2 separate regions of the Neogale vison genome follow, and region 2 is linked to region 1. The links are chromatin contacts, called in public Hi-C maps. All regions are on one chromosome and are shown on one strand. The core of a region is the stretch at or near the end of the contact, and the rest is flanking DNA. Distances in the headings are between cores, read along the strand shown. Region 1 holds the start of EPHB3 (ephrin type-B receptor 3). Region 2 holds the start of MAGEF1 (melanoma-associated antigen F1).

Region 1 (3,358 bases), core at 614-3,113:
GTTGGGGCCCTGCTGCCCGCTCTTTCCTGTGCTGCTACTGCTCATGGGCCCTCCGGTCAGCCCAGTCAGCCCCTCAGCTCCTCGGCCCCAAGGCCTGGATGCCAAGCTCCCAGCTATGGCCTGCCGCTGAGGGTCTAGCAGATTGTGAGGAGTGCAGAGGAGGAAGAAAGGCAGGAAGGAGTGAGCCTCTTCAGGCAGTCCTTGCTCCCCAGACCCAAACCACACCCCCTCCACCCCACTGTTCAGCAGCAGCACCCACCACACCTGACAAGGAGGGTCCTGTGCCTAACACACACAGAGTCCCATAAGCACCTGTGCCTGTGTGGCCCCTCCTGGGCTAAGACACGGAGACACAGACCTGAGAACTCCAACAGGCTCCCTGGCTCACACCCTTGAGGCAATCAACAACAAAGCCCCACACTGGTTTCTCACGCCTGAGATCCTATCACACACATGTGGGCGCGACCTCAGTGTCTCTGCTGGGATTTGCATGTGTCCACCCGTGTGAACCGGCCTGTCAGCGCCGGTGGGCTCCGAGATAAAAGGGGTTGGGGGTTTGTAGGACCGTTTCCCAGAGAGAAAACTGGAAAGCACCAGAAGATGCCTTTCTCTCGGAACTGTGCCCTTTTTCCTTTAAGTTTACCAGTTGTGAACATACAAACAAACCAAGCTACACAGAATTCCTATTTTGTTCCTATACTAAGAAAGTGACTAGACGTGCTGTTAAAGACACCAAAACTAAGTACTGTCTATATTCCAATGTCCCACAAATTTCTGTGGTGTCCTACCCTCCAGATTAAGGTCTTCTCTCCTTTAATGGCTCCAAAATTTTAGGAAACCCTGTGTGTGTGCGTGTGTCTATTGTCTGTGACCAGTGTCAGTGCCTCTCTCTCCCGCAGACTCCTGTCAAGTGGCCACATGTGTGTGAGCTCTCCCACCAGGGCCAACAGCATCCTGTTCCCCCAAGTACAGTCGTTTGGAAGTTGGAGCCACCCGCTCAGCACCGTCTGGATCGGTTTCACACAACCTACTGAGGAACTCGGCCTTTCCCCACCGCCAAAAGGGGCAAACCCCTGAACTTCGGGGGTCCAACGGAGACCCGAACATTCGCATGTCCTGCTAGAAGGCGGAGAACCGCAGAGCAGCGCGCACTGCCCGTGGGGGCAGCACCTCGTGTGTAACTGGCGCTCCATAAACCATAAACAATAACAGGCCCCCGCCTCTCCACCCCCGCAGCCATCCCCTGACAAAGCAGGGTGCACGCACTCACACCTCTCACAGTCGACTCCAACGGGTTCCTAACCAACGCCGCCCCCCAACCTGGGAGTCCCGCTTCGCCCCCACCCGCCACAGCCCCGCGGCATTCTCGGAGGCCCCCCGCCTCGCCCGGTGGGTCGCCCACACTTCCTCGCCTCCCCGGGCAGCTTAGGGCTCCGCTCCTCTGCGGTGAGTGCGGGGTTCTCCCCCATGAGCTCACAGCGGTTCTGTGACTTTCGGGGACGCTCAACCCAAGTCGAGCTGCCCGAGATCCACGACCCACGTACCGCGGGCCTCTGGGCCATCTGGAGCCTGCGAGGCGGCTACGGGGGCCATCTCCCCACCCCATCCTCCGGCCCCCGGAGCGGCGCGGGTGACGGAACCTCCTCCGACGTGCGCCCAGCCCGCATCTGACCCACAGCGCGGGTCCTCTCCGGCCTACGCTCGGGCGACCCCGGCTACCCTAAGCCTCGGACGCACCCCCCGACGCCGCTCACCTTCCAGCGCCCGGCAGCCGGCGGGCAGCAGCAGCGGCAGCAGCAGCAGCGGAGGGAGCAGCGGCAGGAGCCCCGGCGGCGGTGGCGGCGGCGGGCGGGCTCGGGCCATGGCCGGGGCGGGCTCCGGGAGCCGAGCCGGGCCGCGCCGGGCCGCGCCGGCGGGGCTGCGGGCACCCGGGGAAGGGTCCGCTTCGCGGGCTCCGAGGAACGCTCGCGTACGGTCCCAGGAGATCCGGGCAAGGAGACGGTGCGATCCAGGCGGGCGGCTCCGAGACCCAGGCGGCGGCCGAGCCTGGCGATGCTGGGGGATGCAGGCAGGTCGGACCCGCGGGAATCTGGACGGACCGGTCCAGGAGGATCCCGGGCGCTGGAGAGCTCGGAGCCGGAGAACTCCGGGAGGCGGGCCGGGGCGGGAGGGCGCAAGTGGTGGTAGTTCGGGGGCACAGTTATCTGGCGGTCTGCCGCGGGCCCGACTCGGATCCGGGGCTCCGGGTGCGCGCGCCGTCCGGGGTCGGAGCAGGGTTCTTGCAGCGCCGCTCACGTACTCACTTCTGCTGTCCCCAGCGCCGGCGCTGCCGCTCTGGGCGAGAGGGGCGGGACCGACCTCCTGCCTGTCAGCGCCTTGGCCCCGCCCCTAGCCTCGGGCCGCCCACTCACAGACCGCCAGGAGCGCGGCTTCGTTCTCCTCAGGAGCTCTCCGCTGGAGTTCAGTCGGCGGCGCCTCCATCAGGCACACCTTCAGGGTCTCCGAAGCCTGGAGTGGGCGGAGCCAAGAAAAAGATGAATTAGATTGGGCGGAGCGATGCTGTCAATCAGACGGAAACCCCGCCTCCTGTTTCCCATTGGCCTTTAGTAGCCGAACCGGAGTCCGAAAAGGGGCCGGTCACATACAACGAGCTGAGGGCGCCCCCCTGTGGCCCGTACTCTCCCAGGGACGCCCCCACGTGGCTATCTTTTCTCCAGGCGCTTCCAGACCCTAACCTCGAGTTTAGGCACTTCAAGGGGGGCCTATCCGCAACACATCCTTCGACCAGGGCCTTCTGCTCTCTTATTCATTCAATCATTCATTCATTCATTCATTCAGCCGTTCTCTGAGCGTAGACTCTATTACTGCGGGTGCTACAGCAATCGACAGAGGTCTGTGTTCTCTTGGAGCTAGTTTAGTGGTGGAGGCGGGCATGAAGTCATCCCAGCAGAACAGAGGACAGAGTTGCCAGAGCACATGTGAGGGGGATAGCTATGTCTGGCCCTGAGTGAAGGACATTTCAGCTGAAACATGAAAGATGAGTAGTAGGTGAAGGATGTGTGTTTAGAGACAGGATCAGGATGGGGTGGCTGTTTCAGACACAGCAAACACACTTTGTGCAACATCCCAGCGGCAAGAGAAACTGATATTCACTAGAAGAATCTGAAACAAGTTCAGAATATCCTGAGTGTAGGGTTAGAGACTGAAAAGAGGCTTAGAAGTAGGTGTAGAGGGCCAGAGGAATTGTTTTCAGACTCATGCGGCATTCTTGAGAGCTGGAGCTTGAAGCAAAGGCTTTGCCTTACCCGCTTAGGGTGGCTGCCCCTGGGAAGTAAGAATGGGGGAGGCAAGGGTAGAA
Region 2 (3,358 bases), core at 418-2,917, 130 kb before region 1:
TCTAGAAAAATATGACTGTCAGATATTTACTTAAAATAAATGTTATTTCCTGTGGGGGGAAAAAAGCCTTTCGTCATTTATTCAGTGACAATTATATACTGAGTGCTGAATCTGAGGCGTTCTTCAAGAGTTAAAGACATAGCCTTAGCTTTTAGGATGTTTAGTTTTGGAAGGTAATGAGATAAGCACAAAAATAATTATAATACGAAGCAGAGTATGGTCAATAATAATAATTTAAAACTATTAATATAGTGGTTAAGAGCATGGTCTTTTGAGTCATCCTATATGGTTCAAATCTCAGTCATGTGATGTTGAGGAAGTTACTTAACGTCTTTCTGTATTACTTCACTTATAAAATGGGGATAATAATACCACTTATCTAGCAGGGCTGTTATGACTAGATAAGTTAATACATGTAAATACTTAGCACAGTATCAGCACATTAAAAATATGCAATAAATAATAGCTAACATTTATTGAACACTCCATATGTGCTGAGCACGGTATTAAATACTTTATATGCATTACTTCACATAATTCCCATAATGTTACTATTATACCCATTTTACTGATAAGGTAACTGAGAGGCAGGGAGTTTAGGTAACTTGCCCACGATTACATAGCTAGCAAATAGCAAATGCCATGGGAAAGACAGATCTATAAAATGGGGATGATAACAATACCTCTATGAAAATTAAACAAATTAATATCTGAAAAGTGGTTAGAACAGAGCCTAGTACATAATAAGGTCTATATAAGTGGATGTTAAATAAATGTAAATTGCTATGGTAATTCAGAGATAGTAGTAAGTAACTTCCATGCGGGGAGATTAAGGCAGGCTTTGGATTGGTGACATTTAAGCTGAGCCCCAAATAAAAGAGACAGAGAAAGAAAGGAAGGGAAGGAGGGAGAGAGAAGAGTGGAAGGGAAAGTGAGGAGACAGAGGGAAGAACTGGGGATATGCAAAAAGAGAAAAAGTGATGGGAGTAGTTAGTTTTGATTAGGTCAAAGAGTCTCCTCTATCCTTCCATCAGTCAATATTTCTGTCAGCCAGATTTTCCTTTCACCCCTATAGAATCTGCTATCCTCACTCCCTCATCCTCAATTTTATAATACTTATGGGGAGCCTGTAGGTGCCAGGCACCGTTCTAAGAGCTGGGGATACAGCAATGCACAAGAGAAGCCAAGTCTCAGTTCCTATTCTGCACTACAATAAGGCTCCAAACTGGATTCCCAGCTTTTGGTCGTCCCTACTTCCAATCCATCCTCCACGCTGCCACGAGAAAGATTGTGAAGATAGAGATCTGGTCCAGGCACTCCCTGGCTTAAACTCCCAGTAGTTTCCAGTAAAATCACTCAAAATCAATCCTAGATACACACTTAAAATAAGCACTTGCTGAAAAGACGTGGCTAGAACGCCTTCCCTATTTCAACCTTGTCCACGGAAACATTTCCCATCCTGCAAGCCTTGGATGAGAAATCCAGGGCTGGCCCCCTTCAGCTCTGGAGCCTGAAACGCAACGCTGGGAGCACACCTCCCACCTCCCCTGCACGTAAACCCAAACCCAGAGGGAGCCGGAAGGGGCGGGGCTTTGCTCGGTCCCGGGCCACCATCTTGGCTGAGCTGGCCGGAAGTGGTCCGGCGAACCGGCGCGCGGGCGCACACTGAGGCTGCGCCGGGGCGGCGCGCAGGTCTTCAGCGCCGGCGGCGTTGCGGCAACGGTCTCGAGCCCTCCGCAGTGCAGTCCAGCATCCCGAAAGCCCTTTCAGACCTCTCTCCTAGTCCTCCTCCCGCTGCCCCAGGCTCTGTCCCGCCCCTCCGCCGGGGTTTGCGCAGCGGCTTGCACGCCCCTTGGCCCTTGTACGTGCTCTGCACCTGCCTGCCTGAAACATGTTGCAGAAACCCGAGAGCGGGGCTCTCCCCATCCCTCAGGCCGAGGGGGAGAAGGATGGCAGCCGTGACGGTGAGACCCAGGCCCTGACCGCCTCTCAGAAAGAGGTCCCGAGCCCCTTCCTGCAGGAGAGCCCCAATGAGGATCTTGGCGCCCGGAGGGAGGAGGGGGCTACGGCGTCCGCCCTCACCCCAAAAGGCGCGAGGACCTTGGCAGCCAAAGCCTTGGCCCGGCGCAGGGCCTACCGCCGTCTGGATCGGACGGTGGCCGAGCTGGTGCAGTTCCTGCTGGTGAAGGACAAGAAGAAGAGTCCCATCACTCGCTCCGAGATGGTGAAATATGTAATCGGAGACTTGAAGGATCTGTTTCCTGAGATCATCGCAAGGGCCGCAGAGCATCTGCGGTATGTCTTTGGTTTCGAGCTGAAACAGTTTGGCCGCAAGCACCACACTTACATCCTGGTCAACAAACTCAAACCTCTGGAGGAGGAGGAGGAGGTGGAGGAGGAGGATCTGGGAGGAGATGGCCCCAGATTGGGTCTGTTAATAATGATCTTGGGCCTTATCTACATGAAAGGTAATAGTGCCAGGGAGACACAGGTCTGGGAAATGCTACGTCGTTTGGGAGTGCGTCCCTCAAAATACCATTTCCTCTTTGGATACCCAAAGAGACTTATTATGGAAGATTTTGTGCAGCAGCTATACCTCAATTACAGGCAGGTGCCTCACACCAATCCGCCGGAATGCGAATTCTCTTGGGGTCCCCGGAGCAACCTGGAAATCAGCAAGATGAAAGTTCTGGGGTTCGTGGCCAAGCTCCATAAGAAAGAACCCCAGCACTGGCCAGTGCAGTACCGTGAGGCCCTGGCAGACGAGGCGGACAGGGCCAGAGCCAAGGCCAGAGCGGAGGCCAGTATGAGAGCTAGGGCCAGGGCCAGGGCCAGGGCCACTGATAGGGCTGGTATATACCCCTGGTGAGGACTTGTGGAACAGTGGGCAGCCAGGTCCTCCTGGTTATGAAAAAGCTACTGTCTGAGTCATAAGTAGTATCACTGGGGGTAGGTCGCTAATTAGAAGTTGTATTTGTGTAACTAAAGGTTTTGTATCTTGCTATGTTTTGTTAACATTTTACATACTGTTAAATTGATGTTTATAAATGAGACTGGTCTACTTTTTCCTGTAGCATTTTATTGTAGAGTTTGGCTGGTTTTGTAAAGTGGATCGAAAACTTTACATTTTGTTCTGTGATCTTGAACAAATGACGCAGCATGGTACTGCTGTATGTTAATGGTTTCAAGGACCTCAGCAATGTGATCATCTGGTACCATGAAAAAAATAGCTGATCGGTGTCTAGCTTCCCAGTGCTTTTTGTCTATATTGTATAAAGAAAAAAGACTGACCTGTATCTCTATTTGTGAGCTATTATAGTATCTAGAGAAAAATGAAAATACAATAAATTAGAACTCT

What was found. Hi-C and Micro-C count contacts between places; a contact is called where the count stands out from the background.
Region 2: a Hi-C map of muscle shows a contact between it and region 1, with 5 times the contacts expected there. The contact joins the promoter of MAGEF1 here to the promoter of EPHB3 in region 1. A contact is called at or near these places in 2 of 3 Hi-C or Micro-C datasets (fibroblasts and muscle).

The regions. Positions count from the first base shown.
Region 1 is chr6:107,447,863-107,451,220 of ASM_NN_V1, reverse strand. It overlaps EPHB3 (ephrin type-B receptor 3), which reads right to left and starts at 1,863. Exons shown (of 16, transcript XM_044251919.1): 1 at 1,755-1,863. The coding sequence starts at 1,863.
Region 2 is chr6:107,577,858-107,581,215 of ASM_NN_V1, reverse strand. MAGEF1 (melanoma-associated antigen F1) reads left to right here and starts at 1,667. Exons shown (of 1, transcript XM_044251920.1): 1 at 1,667-3,358. The coding sequence starts at 1,892. The coding sequence ends at 2,869.